Linked DNA regions of Mus musculus: all the other regions are linked to region 3. A link is a contact called in public HiChIP or PLAC-seq data. All regions are on one chromosome and are shown on one strand. Each heading gives the region's core, a stretch centred on a gene start, on an enhancer-like site or on the middle of the called end of the contact. The rest is flanking DNA. Distances are from core to core; before and after follow the strand shown. Region 1 overlaps Tex2 (testis expressed gene 2). Region 2 overlaps Pecam1 (platelet/endothelial cell adhesion molecule 1). Region 3 overlaps Tex2 (testis expressed gene 2).

Evidence for each region. HiChIP or PLAC-seq counts read pairs in DNA pulled down with a chosen protein or histone mark.
Region 1: a contact with region 3 is called in an H3K27ac HiChIP or PLAC-seq map of hepatocytes, with 2.5 times the contacts expected there. The contact joins two enhancer-like sites. A contact is called at or near these places in 1 of 39 promoter capture datasets (liver), 17 of 484 Hi-C or Micro-C datasets (B cells, CD4 T cells, CD8 T cells and 10 more), 12 of 115 datasets of contacts at active chromatin or transcription factors (CD8 T cells, the HPC-7 cell line, the SCID.adh cell line and 8 more) and 3 of 9 other capture datasets (adipose tissue, liver and pancreatic islet).
Region 2: a contact with region 3 is called in an HNF4G HiChIP or PLAC-seq map of pancreatic cancer cells. The contact joins two enhancer-like sites. A contact is called at or near these places in 1 of 484 Hi-C or Micro-C datasets (the N1E-115 cell line), 2 of 115 datasets of contacts at active chromatin or transcription factors (embryonic stem cells and pancreatic cancer cells) and 3 of 9 other capture datasets (adipose tissue, liver and pancreatic islet).

Annotation. Positions count from the first base shown.
Region 1 is chr11:106,513,164-106,517,337 of GRCm38.p6, reverse strand. It overlaps Tex2 (testis expressed gene 2), which reads left to right. Exons shown (of 12, transcript NM_198292.3): 9 at 3,626-3,751. Among named protein-coding and RNA genes, the nearest start is that of Gm22711, 14 kb to the right of the region's middle. Within about 2 kb of position 2,132, at least 67 of the 459 cell types and tissues checked have an H3K27ac peak or open chromatin away from gene starts, as enhancers often do. A contact at or near this core is called in hepatocytes, liver and rod photoreceptor, where this site is marked.
Region 2 is chr11:106,672,807-106,676,763 of GRCm38.p6, reverse strand. The region is part of intron 13 of Pecam1 (platelet/endothelial cell adhesion molecule 1); the gene reads left to right. Among named protein-coding and RNA genes, the nearest start is that of Pecam1, 40 kb to the left of the region's middle. Within about 2 kb of position 1,928, at least 286 of the 459 cell types and tissues checked have an H3K27ac peak or open chromatin away from gene starts, as enhancers often do. A contact at or near this core is called in adipose tissue, liver, pancreatic cancer cells and 1 more, where this site is marked.
Region 3 is chr11:106,587,258-106,591,417 of GRCm38.p6, reverse strand. The region is part of intron 1 of Tex2 (testis expressed gene 2); the gene reads left to right. Among named protein-coding and RNA genes, the nearest start is that of Tex2, 24 kb to the left of the region's middle. Within about 2 kb of position 2,442, at least 93 of the 459 cell types and tissues checked have an H3K27ac peak or open chromatin away from gene starts, as enhancers often do. A contact at or near this core is called in adipose tissue, hepatocytes, liver and 3 more, where this site is marked.

The DNA of each region.
Region 1 (4,174 bases), core at 883-3,382, 74 kb after region 3:
TCAGGCGGAGAGCTAAGCATGTGTGAGAGCCTAGGCTCCATCCCCAGCACTGTGGGAGTGGAAGGGAAGGAGGAGTCTACATTTTAGGGGGAAACCTGTAAAGGGTGTTAGCATTCTGTCTATACTCCATCCCACAGTTACCTGGCAACAGCCAGGTGTGCCTGACCCACTAGAAAAGGGGCTGCTTGCCCCCTCCTCTCTCTTGCCTCTCCCTCTTGCTTCCCTTCTCTCCCCACTGCCCCCCCCCACACACACACACACGTGGTCATGGCCAACCTCTACTTCTCTACTCTCTCCCTCGCTCTGCCTTTCTCTGCCTCTACTATCCTCTTAACTCCCCTCCCCATGCCCTAAATAAACTCTAGTCTATACTAGCTCGTCCCTCAGGGGGAAGAGATGCCTCTGCATGGGCCCGCTGAGACACCTCTTTCCCCCATACCTCGCCACACTCCCATAGAACATATCTTATACTTCTCTATCTTTTTATAAACACATCAAAAGGCCTTTAAATAAGTCAGAAGGAATGCATCCTACATGACCGATCCTTTAAATGGATAGTGGGGTGGTTCTGCAATGTACTCAGTGCAGCTTGGGCCAGTGTGTAGTTTTCTCCCCCTTACCTAGGCTTCTGATCTTCCCAGGAGCCAAGTATACCATGTATACCATGACTAGGTCTTGTCCTGGTTGTGTGTGTCTAAATGCATATGCAGCTAAGAATACATGAGGCTGGTTTCTTTTTTTGTTTTTGTTTGGTTTTTTTGTTGTTGTTGTTTCGAGACAGGGTTTCTCTGTATAGCCCTGGCTGTCCTGGAGCTCACTTTGTAGACCAGGCTGGCCTCGAACTCAGAAATCCGCCTGCCTCTGCCTCCGGAGTGCTGTGATTAAAGACGTGCGCCACCTCACCCGACTCTGGTTTCTTTTTAGTAAAAGAAAGTGAATGCCTTCTGCGGCGAGTGAGGGCCCCACCCAGGGCTGTTGAGTATGTTTATTTACTCCTCACTGAAAGGCTTTTTACAGTAGCCTCTGGCATCTGTGTCATTCTTTTAACTACTCCAAAGCGATAGCAGTCAGCCTGCTTTACTGGTAGTCTAAGAAACTGCTGGAATGGGGCTGGAGAGCTAGCTCAACCATTCTTCCAAAGGACTAGAGTTCAAATCCCAGCACCCACACAGAAGCTCACAACCATTTGTAACTCCAGTTCCAAGGCCCTCTGTTGTCTTCTGGCCTCAGTAGGCACTGCACATGCATATAACACAGACCTGTGTCCAGGCAAAAAGAGAGAGCCAGACACACAGATAGGCTGACTGACTGCTGGAAGTTGCCAGAAGTGATAATGATTATTTGAACAAGAAATAAAACATTTGAGCCAGGCATGGTAGTTCATGCTGGCAATCCCAACTCTTGAGACCCTGAGGATGAGACTTAGCCGGAGTCTGAAGCCAGCATAGGCTACATAGTGAGTTCCAGGCCAGCCTGGACTACAAAGTGAGACCTCATCTCAAGAAAGAAATTTTTAAAAAGCCCAAGACAGACCATGATAAAATAATTTACTTTCTCTTGTGTCTGACTCTAGGCACATTTCTCAAGTGGTTTTTACCAGAGGCCGCGTAACTGGAATGAGCCTGTTTAGTGGCTCTCTGAGAGGATAGAACACTGAGTTGTGTTTAGAGCCAGTACTCACCTCCTACACATTTGTTCTGAGCACGTATACTGTGTCCCTAAAGTTCTTGTTGACGTCATAAGGTCGAGGGCATAACATGCACATTTAGTTGTAAAAACTGTGTCTGAGCCAAACATTAGTCACACAGTGGTCCTAGGTTCCACGAAACACGACTCCTATTTTGGATGATAGAAATGCATTTAGTCAAGATCGGACTCCACATCATCTGGTAGCCTAGGCAACAGTATCCGAATCACTCTCTTGAGGCTGCGGAGTGCAGCTTGGCCTCTGTCCTGCAGAGGATTCATTCATTCCGGGCCCTCAGAGCTCAGTGCAGAGCTCAGCTCACTGGTGGGGACATGAGGGTCCACGGCTCAGCAGATCTCACTGTGATCTCAGACGCTTTGTGCTGTGTATGGATGAGGGCCTGCCCCGTGCTAGGCTGTGTGTTAAGCCAGCTTCCACACCTGGCCGCATGAGGCTTGAAGGCTGGCAACACAGCTGTTTGGTGCAGATATGGGTCGGTTGTGTAATCTCTGACAGTTTACATTTCTGATTCTCCTTATCTTAAAAACCCAGTTCAGAGTTTTTTTGAGAATTGAATTTTCTGTATAGATTTGAAACCCAAGAGATCTGTGAGGGTGGCCTTCCCACAGGCTCTCCTAGGCAGTTCTGAACATAAAGGGCACATCACAGAAGCATTCTAAACTAACCTGGCCTGTTGGGGGAACAGGAAGCAGATATTTCAGATGAGGAGGGGCTTCTCAAAGGGACATCCCCTTCAACATTGAAGTCCAGCATGTGGGTGCAGCTCTGGCTCCATTTCAGAGTCGGGGTGAGCCGGATTTCTGTGTCCTGCCTGGGAGGACATCAGTGGGATCTTCTTACAGCCTGCTCTGGTTTCAGGGTGAGAGGCTCAGCCTGGCCCTCTCATGCATCGGCTGTGTGCTCTGCCCTTGACCCCCATTAATCAGGAGACAGTTACCCCAGTGGATTTCTAGTGGCTTAAGGAGGTGTTGAGAACCTGAGGGCAGTGGCAACAGGGAGGCTGGGCCTAAGCTGCACGGTCTTTTCTGAGTACTTTGCCCTGGTCAGCAGTACAAGGCTGTGTTTAGTGATCATTTTGTTGCTCAATAGTGTTCAGAGGCAGCTCTGTCCTTTGTCCCTGGCATGCCTAGCTAAGTCCCTGAGCTATAGAGATGGGGCCCGGGTAGTAATCTCGTAAGCAGGCAGACACCTTTGCTAGGTCAGGAAGCCTCCGGTGCACCTCGCACCTCAGAAGGAAACCTTGATCCCACAGCTCTGCTGGGGACCCTCTGGAACCCTAAAGAGTTTAATGAAGAGCAGTGATCTATAAAGGGGCTAGAAAGCCTGGCCTCTAAAAGTACCTAAGATCTATGTCAGGTGTTTTTTTTTTTTTGTTTTTTTTTTTTTTTTGAGTCCCTTGAGACTTGGCATCTTGTGGCTTTGGGCTTTCTCTGTGACCCCATCCCCAGGAGATGGAGCAGACATGGTGTAATGTATCTAATCTTACCAGTTCAGTCAAAACTAATCTGAGGGGCGATTAAGCCATAGACAAGAGACTTGCCTGCACCCCTCATCCTTAGTAAGGCTGTCACATCACCAGCATTAAGCTGCCATCATAACTGCCGCTAACTGTCCATTCTTCCATTTACCCCACCACCACCACCGCGACCTGGCTCCTACATTTTATGTGACTCCATCCCACTCTACCACCTGTCTCTCTGGTGCATGCTCAAAAGCAAACTGTTCTGAGCTCAAGTCCTCTGCAATCCTGTCAGGGGACTTGGTGCTAGAATTTACTGTGTAAGCAGCCAATCCAAGAACTCTTGGATTCTCTTAGTGACATTGACAACATATGACAGAGGTTTCTTCTTGACCCTCTGTGTGTGTGCGAGCGCATTTGCACATTCGTGCACTGCCGGTGACTTCCTTTCTATGCAGTTGCAGGCCCAGGGCATACTGTCTGGCTGACAGTGATGAAGAATCCTCCAGTGCTGGCTCCTCTGAGGAAGATGACCCACCAGAACCCACTGCTGGAGACAAACAGCCGCTCCCCGGGGCTGAAGGGTGAGTGGATGGGGCTTCTGGAGGCTCTGGTGGTCAAGGGAGCAGCCAGGAGTCAGCCTGTCTTTCCCTTCCCCTCTCAGCTTCTTCCTGCACACTGAGTAAAACACCCTAAAGGGAAGACTTTGGCTTTGCCTTGCAGTGTGAGTAAATATAAGAGGCTTTGAAGGAAAGGCTTGTCTCCAGAAGTGCTGCCAGGTCTTCAGAGAGTGCAGACTGCATACCACCTCCCCCTGGTGGTCCAGAGAGAAAGGAACCCTGCACATCACAGCCTCATCTGCTCGCTGTTGCTCTCTATGGAGCTCAGATGCTTGGGTTATTTCTTTTGTGACTTTTGAGACTGTGGATGACCTAGCTGCTCTTCTGGATCGTGAACTTCCTCTGGGGGCTCTCTGGGTCTGTTCCTTTGGCAATGTAATGGTCAGA
Region 2 (3,957 bases), core at 679-3,178, 86 kb before region 3:
ACTCAGAAATCTGCCTGCCTCTGCCTCCCGAGTACTGGGATTAAAGGCGTGTGCCACCACCACCCGGCCATTCTCTCTCTCTCTCTCTCTCTCTCTCTCTCTCTCTCTCTTACTCTCTCTCTCTCTCTCTCTCATTAGAAAAAAAACAGGCATCCGTAAAAAATGAGGTAAAACACAATACAATAATGAACAAACCAGAATAGAGGAAATCAAAGAAAAGCTAAGGAATACACACACACACAGACACACAACCACACACACATACACGCAATCACACACACATGCATACATGCACACACAGAAGTCCCATAGAGTCACAAATCTGGGGAACTATTGAGAAAGATTCCCAGTCTTTCTCAGACCTCCATACATGTTAGTCCTCCCAAGACATACAACCACTGCACACATACCATACATACATACATACATACATACATACATACATACATACATATATACATACAAAAGCAAACTCAGGACCATCAAGGAAGTGGCCTGAAGAAGAACAAGACAGATGTGCTATCACTGTGCAAGAGATAGTGGGTGCCAGAAATGGATGGTGTCTAGGTGCACATCTGAGATCCATCACAGCTCGTGGCCAGGATTGGGGAGCCAGAGTCCCTATATTTCTTGCTGGAGTAGCTGCATGGACGGCTGTGGTGTTTGAGGATAAGATCCGGTTTGACTGGGTTAAGTCTAAGATGCCGGTGAGACACCCTAGAGTAGGAAGCTCAGGGGTCTGGAGCTCAGAGGCAAGCCAGGACAGATGAAACTGTAGAGTGATCAGTATCAGCTGTCACTGGTCCAGCCTGGGCTTCGACTGCATCCTGGGCTTGCCAACCCAGGTAACATCTTTCTTCTTCCTAGAGGTAAGGGAAGGTGCTAGCTTAAGGGTTGAATGGCAAGATCAGAGCCGGCTACACCATCCTTTCTGTTCTGGACTGCTGCATTCTACCGTGGTGGGGGAACACTGACAGCTCCAGGCACAGGGGACCAAATCCCTGCTCTCTTGTCTGTACAGAACATCCTCAAGTTGCCTGTCACCCCGGGCTCGGATACCAGGCTGAATCCATCCTCCCACAGTGGTCCAGGCCCAGGTCTGGGCAGGCAGCAGCCTGAGGGTTGTGCATGATACTTGTGTGGGAGCGCGTGCCTGTGCGCTGGGAGTTCCGAAAGCTGAAGAGGGAAGAAGGAAGCATCACTGGCCCTGGGAAAGGCTCCATTTCCCTTTTGTTGGGAGAGTGTCCTTGTATCTGGTGTTCTTTTGCTTTCTTGAGAGTGTGGAAGGATTGAATAGAGGAAGTGTGGCAGTTCCTAGAATAGGGTGGGACCGTGGCAATTGCCTCTGGCTTCCCTCGATAGATTCTGCAGCCGTCCCTTGCAGCCAAGCTATCAGTTACATTTCCCAGCTTGCACTAGTTGCCCAGTCAGGGCTCTGGGGAAGATTCTAGAACAAAGGTCGTTTGGGTGGCAAGGGGAACTTAAGAGGATACAAATTGTGTTTCCTCCTTGTTGAAGAAGGACAGTGAGGAACTCAGGTCTGGACCACTGGTGCTGGCCCCTTGTTCTCCCCCAAGCAGGGACAAGGGCATTGATTGCTAGGTGAAGAAAGAAGGGCTTTGTGGGTTCAAGGTCAATGATGACTAAATATGAGCTAGTGCCTGCCAGCCTGGTCCCCTGTTCTCAAGGTCTCTCATCCTACACAATTGGAGGAGGCTATGGGGACCGGGTCCAGATCTAACCCTGGCTGGCAGCTCACCAAGTGGTCACTGCGGATGGAGGAGGACGGGAAGGAACTCATTAAATCCCGATTTGCTGTCTGTTTGCTCCGAGGCTAATTGCTGGGAAAACCCCATGACGTTGGAGCCGTCTCTTTCTCTGTTAGCACAGAGAAAAACAGAAACCAAAATAGAGACCCATCAGGAAACGCCTCTGACAAGCAGAGACAAACAGCTCCTGGCCTGGGCTAGTCTTTAGCAGGCAGCTGCTGCCAAGGAGACATGAGAGGGGGAAGGGCAGTGAGCAGCTGCACCCTGCTCCTCCCCTACCCCCGCCCCCACCCCCTCTTACTGAGCTGGGCAAAACCAGGGGCAAGCATAGACCATGCAGCTCAGTCTAGAAGTGGAAAGCATCCCTTCCTGACTTGAGGTAGGCACAGCCTGAAGCCGCTGAGGTCCAGAGAATATCAAACTGTTGCCAAGGAGACCAGAGAGGTACCTGGAACAGTGGAGTTCACAAGATGTCCAGGCTAACCCCACCCATGTTTGGCTGCCCAGCCCACCCAGCCCTCACCTCACCCTCATCCCAATTCATGTCCCTTCTATCCTAGCTCCTTGTTAGGCTAGGGCAGAGGAAGGTCTAGACTTGCTTCTTATGGACGACATCTTATAGCAGTTATCACGCAGTTATTTTTAGCTGTGTGTGTGTGTGTGTGTGTGTGTGTGTGTGTTGTGTGTTAGGATACACCTGTCTCTGAGTACATGCAGAAGTCATGGACTCTAATTTATGTCAGGTGTCTAATTTATGCTCAGTCTCCCACTACCTTATTCTTTTGAGACAGTCTCCTGCTGATCCTGGATCTAGGCTGGCAGCCAGCCAACCCTAGCAGTCAGCCCTCTTACCTCTGCCCCTAACAATTGCTGGGGTTATAGGTGCCTACAGCTATGCCCCAGATTGTCTGGGATTTGGGTTCAGGATTCCAGCTCAGGTTCTTACGTTTGTGCAGCAAGTGCTCTTACCCACTGAGCCATCTCCCAGCCCTGTGGTATTTGTTTGTTTATTTGTTTGCTTGCACTGGGGCTTGAACCCAGAGCCTTGCACATGCTGAGCTGGTACTGTATCACTGAACCACATCTTCAGCTCATTAACATTCTTGGCACATCTGTCTTCCCTGAAGCCTAGAGCACCTGAAAGCTAGAACCGGATCTACATTTTCTTCTTTAGTGGTTGAGGTCACATAGGAGATGTGTACAGTCGTTAAATGGATCTCTTGGTGTGTAGAAGGCGTCTTGGAGACGCCTGGAGTTTCAGTCTCTGCTTGCATGGGATCCTGTTGTTTCTCAATAGTTCTCTTAGGCAGATGTCTTTACACTGGGGAACTGGGATCTCAGCTACTTTACTGACCTCCAACTCCTGCCTTGGGAAGTGACTTTAATTCCTTCTGCAACGCCTTCATCATTCTGGGTGCCCCAAGTTCTGCTGTGATGATGTGGACCACTCCTGGCCTTTCTCTGTCATACAGGATTTATACAGCCACCCACATCCAGTGTCTAATGAGAAACCTAGACTTTAGTCCCACAGCCTACCTACCAGTCCTGTGGCGTGCTCCTTATTACATAGACAGGAAATCTCAGGAAGGGGCTAACTGTGCCTCGACCTTCTGAAGTTCAAGGTCGGCAATGCTTCAGGGCCTGGGCTGATGCTTTTCCTTCATTACCTTGCAGACAATGCTAGGGATAGCCAAGACTGACTGGAAGACTATGCAAAGCCTGACTGGTGGGGTGGGGTGGAGCCTAAGCTGGGCCTTTGCTCTATAAGACCTTGGGAATCCACCAGGGCAGACAACTGTGGGAACAAAGAAAGCAAGCATGCTTTGGGTAAATGTCACCAAACTGCTCTGGGGTCACAAGAGCCCATGGAACAGCTCAGGGCACAGAAGATGCAAATATTGGGGGTATATATGCATATGGCTGTTGGGGTGATGCTGCAAGAGAAGGAACCGCGTCAGAAATGGAAGGGCTCAGAGGCCAGAGAAAGGAAGAGGTCACTGTAGGAGTGGCCTCACAGCAAAGTGAGAAAGTATCTTTGGTGTAGTTAGAATCCATGTGGGGCCCCAGGCATCTGCAATAAGGACAGCATGTGGCAGGACATCTCAGGCTCTCTGAGGGAGATAGGCAGAGGAGGGGGCTAGCCCAAACCCATCCAGCTGTGCAAGGAGACTTCCTGGTCTTCCCTGCA
Region 3 (4,160 bases), core at 1,193-3,692:
GATGGAGGGTTGATGCGGGGTTGCAGGTGGAGCGCACTCTCCACCGTCCGGCACCCCTCTGAGCAGCCTGAAGCCATGTGGCCCTAGTCTACCGTCTTGTACTCCAGCATCACTTCTTTCACTCTTGCCAAGTCTGAGCTAGGAAAGGGTGGGCAAGTGCCATTAGTTATCTCAGGCACCTAGAAAATGAATGGTAGGCTTGGAAACGTGTGTGCATGTACACACGTATGTCTGTCCATCTGTCCGTCCATCCATATCAAAGATGACGGATGGACTAGCTGAGTATGACGCCACTCAAGAGGAGGGCAGGAGGATTGCCACCAGTTTAAAGCCTGCCTAGGCTACAATAGTGAGTATGAGGTTTACCAGGGTCGTCTCAAACAAAAGAACACTACAACACAAGCATGGAGGGAGGACCTCTACTGCTGTGGCAAATGGGGTTTAAACGCTGTCTTCCATGTGCTGACGAGTTACTGTTTGTCCTTCATTGTCATGATCTCGTCACATACACACACATCCTATCACACCATCCCCACCCTCCCCTCCCCCACCACTCCATCCCTACCCTCTCACTCCCCTCGCACCCCCACTCTGTTTCTGGGCAGCTCAGAAGTGTGGTGTCTGTAAGGACTATACAGTGTTTCCTGTGAGCACACAGAGAATCCTTAGCAGACAGTTTGAGCTGTCAGCCTTCTCTGGCCTGGCAAGGACTTCACCTTGCAGTACTGTCTCTTGATGAGAGACTTTGTGAGTCTGGCTTAAAGATAAACTCAGCTTGGAAAATTGCTTTGTAAATTAAGGGAGTCAGTTTACGCCTGTTTCATCGGTTTGAGTTGGAAACATGCCGTAGGCGTTTGATAGAAAACAAACACTTGATTTCCTTTTCCAACTTGAGTTTATATTTTGATCTAAATTCTCTTAGTAATTATAAGTAAAACTTAAAGCTTTGGGGTAATGATCAGATGTTGAACAATCTCTTCAGAGGCTGGAGATGGCTTAGAAGTTAAGAGCAGAAGCTGCTCTTACAAAGTGCCGGAATTCAGTTCCCAGCACTCAAGCTGTGTGGCGCACACTGGTCTGTAACTGCCACTGCAGGGAACCTGATACCTCCTGGCCTCGGGATACTGCGCTCACGCATACATACATAATTTAAAATAAAACAAAAATCTTTAAAGAAATTATAGCAGAAAGGATTGAATTAATTAAAAAAATGTTCTTTAAAAATTATGATTATCTGTGTGGAGTGGTTCACATCTATAATCTTAGACCCTGGGAAAGCTGGAGCAAGGCATTGCCTTGAGTTTGCGGCCAGCCTGGGCTATAGGAGTTGAGACCCTATCTCCAAGGGAGGAGGAAGCCGCAAAAACCCGCCAAAGTTATCTTGAGGCTAAGACAATAACTAGTCAGTGCAAGCAAATAAGAAAGACTGTTCCCAGTAAGCAGGCCAGCAGGCGATGCCCCTGGCAGGGCCCGGTGTACACCTGGTCTTTAGCACCGCAGAGAGGGAGGGGTGCCCAGGCCTGTTAGGATTCTGTATCCACTCTGTGTGTGAGTACCGGCTGTGAAGCCTTAGGCCATTTCTCTGTCTGCCTTGGTTTCCTTGCTTAGGAGACAGGAGGCTTCGTTTCTATCTCATTGAGCCCTGGAGAGGGTTGTGTGTCCCAGAGTGTTGGGGATATAAATCGTCAGTGAAAGTTCTCTCATGCTGCTCATTTCAGAGAACAGTTATTTTTCTTCCTCCATTTCTAAGTTTCATGTTTGCTGGTGAGATTCAATTAGGAGGGTGCCAGAATTTTAAAGAATTTTATTATCAATAGCAGACAGAATTAACTTTATCTGGAGAGATATTTTGTGAAGTCAGACGCTAGCAGACATCTTCAGAATGCCCTCTCTTTCCCTCCCCTCCACCTCCCTTCCTGCATCTCCCCCACAACCATTTGCTCTCAAACACAGACACATGATGCTTGCACGTTGTCATTCGGACTTGTGAGAAACCGGGCACAGTTCAGCATGAGGTCTGGGCTCCTCTGTTAGTTTTGGGCTCCAGGCACCATTTTTCTGGCAATTATTCGTTCCTGAATCAGAACCTTGGGCATCCTGTGATAGCCACAAGGCCAGGTCACCAATAGTCTCAGTCTCTCGGATGTCTCAAACTGACCCTGCTGCATTCTTCTTAAACCTCACTGGGTCCCCTCTTACTATGGCTCCATCCTTCCAGCTTTTGATCCCAGGACCCAGGCTCCATCCATAAGAATAGCTTCTTTCACATCCAGCCCACCAGAGTGGCAACCCGTGTCTCCTGACTCAGATCTGTTTTGTCCATGTGGCTACACTAGCCCGGGCTGTCAGCACTTCTCACTGAAGTTTGTGAGGGCTGACTGAGCTCCCGAGCCTCTCAGTTCCACATGTGCATGCAGATTGTGTGCAATCTCAGGCGTCCCTCATTCCCTTCCAGTGACCAGGTCATCAGTGTGCTGTGTCATAGCACTTGGCCCCAGGGATGTCTTTGGATTCCCCATGGCTGTGGTCCAGCCTCAGGTCATTTCCTTTTCTCCCGTTGTGCCACCACGATCGGTGAGTCGTTCCTCTCTTCTAGGGTGTCAGCCCAGGACCCCATGGCTTAGGAAATCCTTCTGTGATTAATCTGCAAACCGATTTGACTCCCCGCTGGCTGTGTCCCCGCTGGCTGTGATTATCAGATCCTTGCCTCCTCCTAGCCCCCCTGAGGCCAGGCTGGGTGCTTTGTGAACTCTGAGGAGGTGTACAGATGGGTGTTTACCGTCTTGCCTCTGCTCTTGGGGCTGGAAAGATGTGATTGCCATTAGAGTGTTTCCCTAAACAGACTTGTAGCAGTGAGTAACTTGTGAAGTGAAGAAAGATAAACATGCTCAGTTAATTTCAAATACTTGTCTTATTGAATGATTCGGGAGAAATAAGTATTTGGTTTTAACTAGGTGTTACTTTTGAAATCAATTCCTGTTTGGTAGTGCCTTGAGCCATATAGACTGATCCATGGGATTGTTTGCATAGGGGTAAATCTTACACTCCCTTGGACGGTGTAAAAGGAAAGACTGAGTCATGAACAGAGCCACCAGGCAACATGGAGGCTCATAGAGGGCATGGCTAAACTGTCACCCACTTCCCTGAGGGCGGAAATATCTGTGAGCAGGGTGTGCTATTGTGGACGTTGCATGGTTGGTACATGCAACAGAACGCTTACTTACAGAAAAGCTGAGGCAGGAGGATTTTCATTTGAGGTCAGCTTAGGCTACCTGGTAAGACTGTCTCAAGCAAACATATACACAAATGTCTGCTTCTACGTATAGGTGCATCGATGAGCAGAGAGGGCAGGACAGATGGCTGGTGTCAAGGGAGAATGAGTGTCTTTTTGCTACTATCTGTGATTTCCTAAATGATAAGAAAACCTGCATGATGTCATGCCTATATCCTCAGCAGGTTGCTGTTTACCACAGACAGGTTCTTTAGAGCCGTGATAATAGACAGAGGTGTTGTAGCCTGCTCAGGGAATCAGTGCAGCTTTTGCCTGATCGATTCTGTATTCCCTTCCTCTTTTCCTCCCTTCTTCTCTCCCTTCCTTCCCTCTCTTTCCTCTTTGCTCCCCTCCGCCCCCTTTTTTATTTTTCTCCTTTGAGATTTATTTATATTTATGTGTATGAATGTTTGTTTGAATGCATGTATGTACACAATACTGCATGTTTGATGTCCGCAGAAGTCTGAAGAGGGCATTAGCTCTCCTGGAGCCGGGGTAACAGATGGTTGTGAGCGTCCGTGTAGGTAGATAGGGTAAAGTCTCTGTTTTCCCAGTAGTGGGCTTGGCTGTTAAGTGGCTGGCTCTCCTAAAACGCGGGGTGCCATGAAAGCCTCTCCACTCCTGATTGCCTCGTGGAGGGAAGCAGCAGAGAGAGGCAGCGCACACGGTGCTGTAGAGTGGGCCTGCAGCGGGAGTCCTGCTCTGCCTTGTTACCTGGTAAGTTGCCAGGACTACTTTGTCTTGATCTAAATTTCTTTTATCTAATATGTAGAAACAGTGAACCAAACTCAGGTCCTTTGCAAGAGCAACAAGTGCTCTTAACCCCTAAGCCAGCTCTGCAGGCTCCTCAGGGTTTTTAGACTTAAGATCTCTTGGGACAGATGTCCCT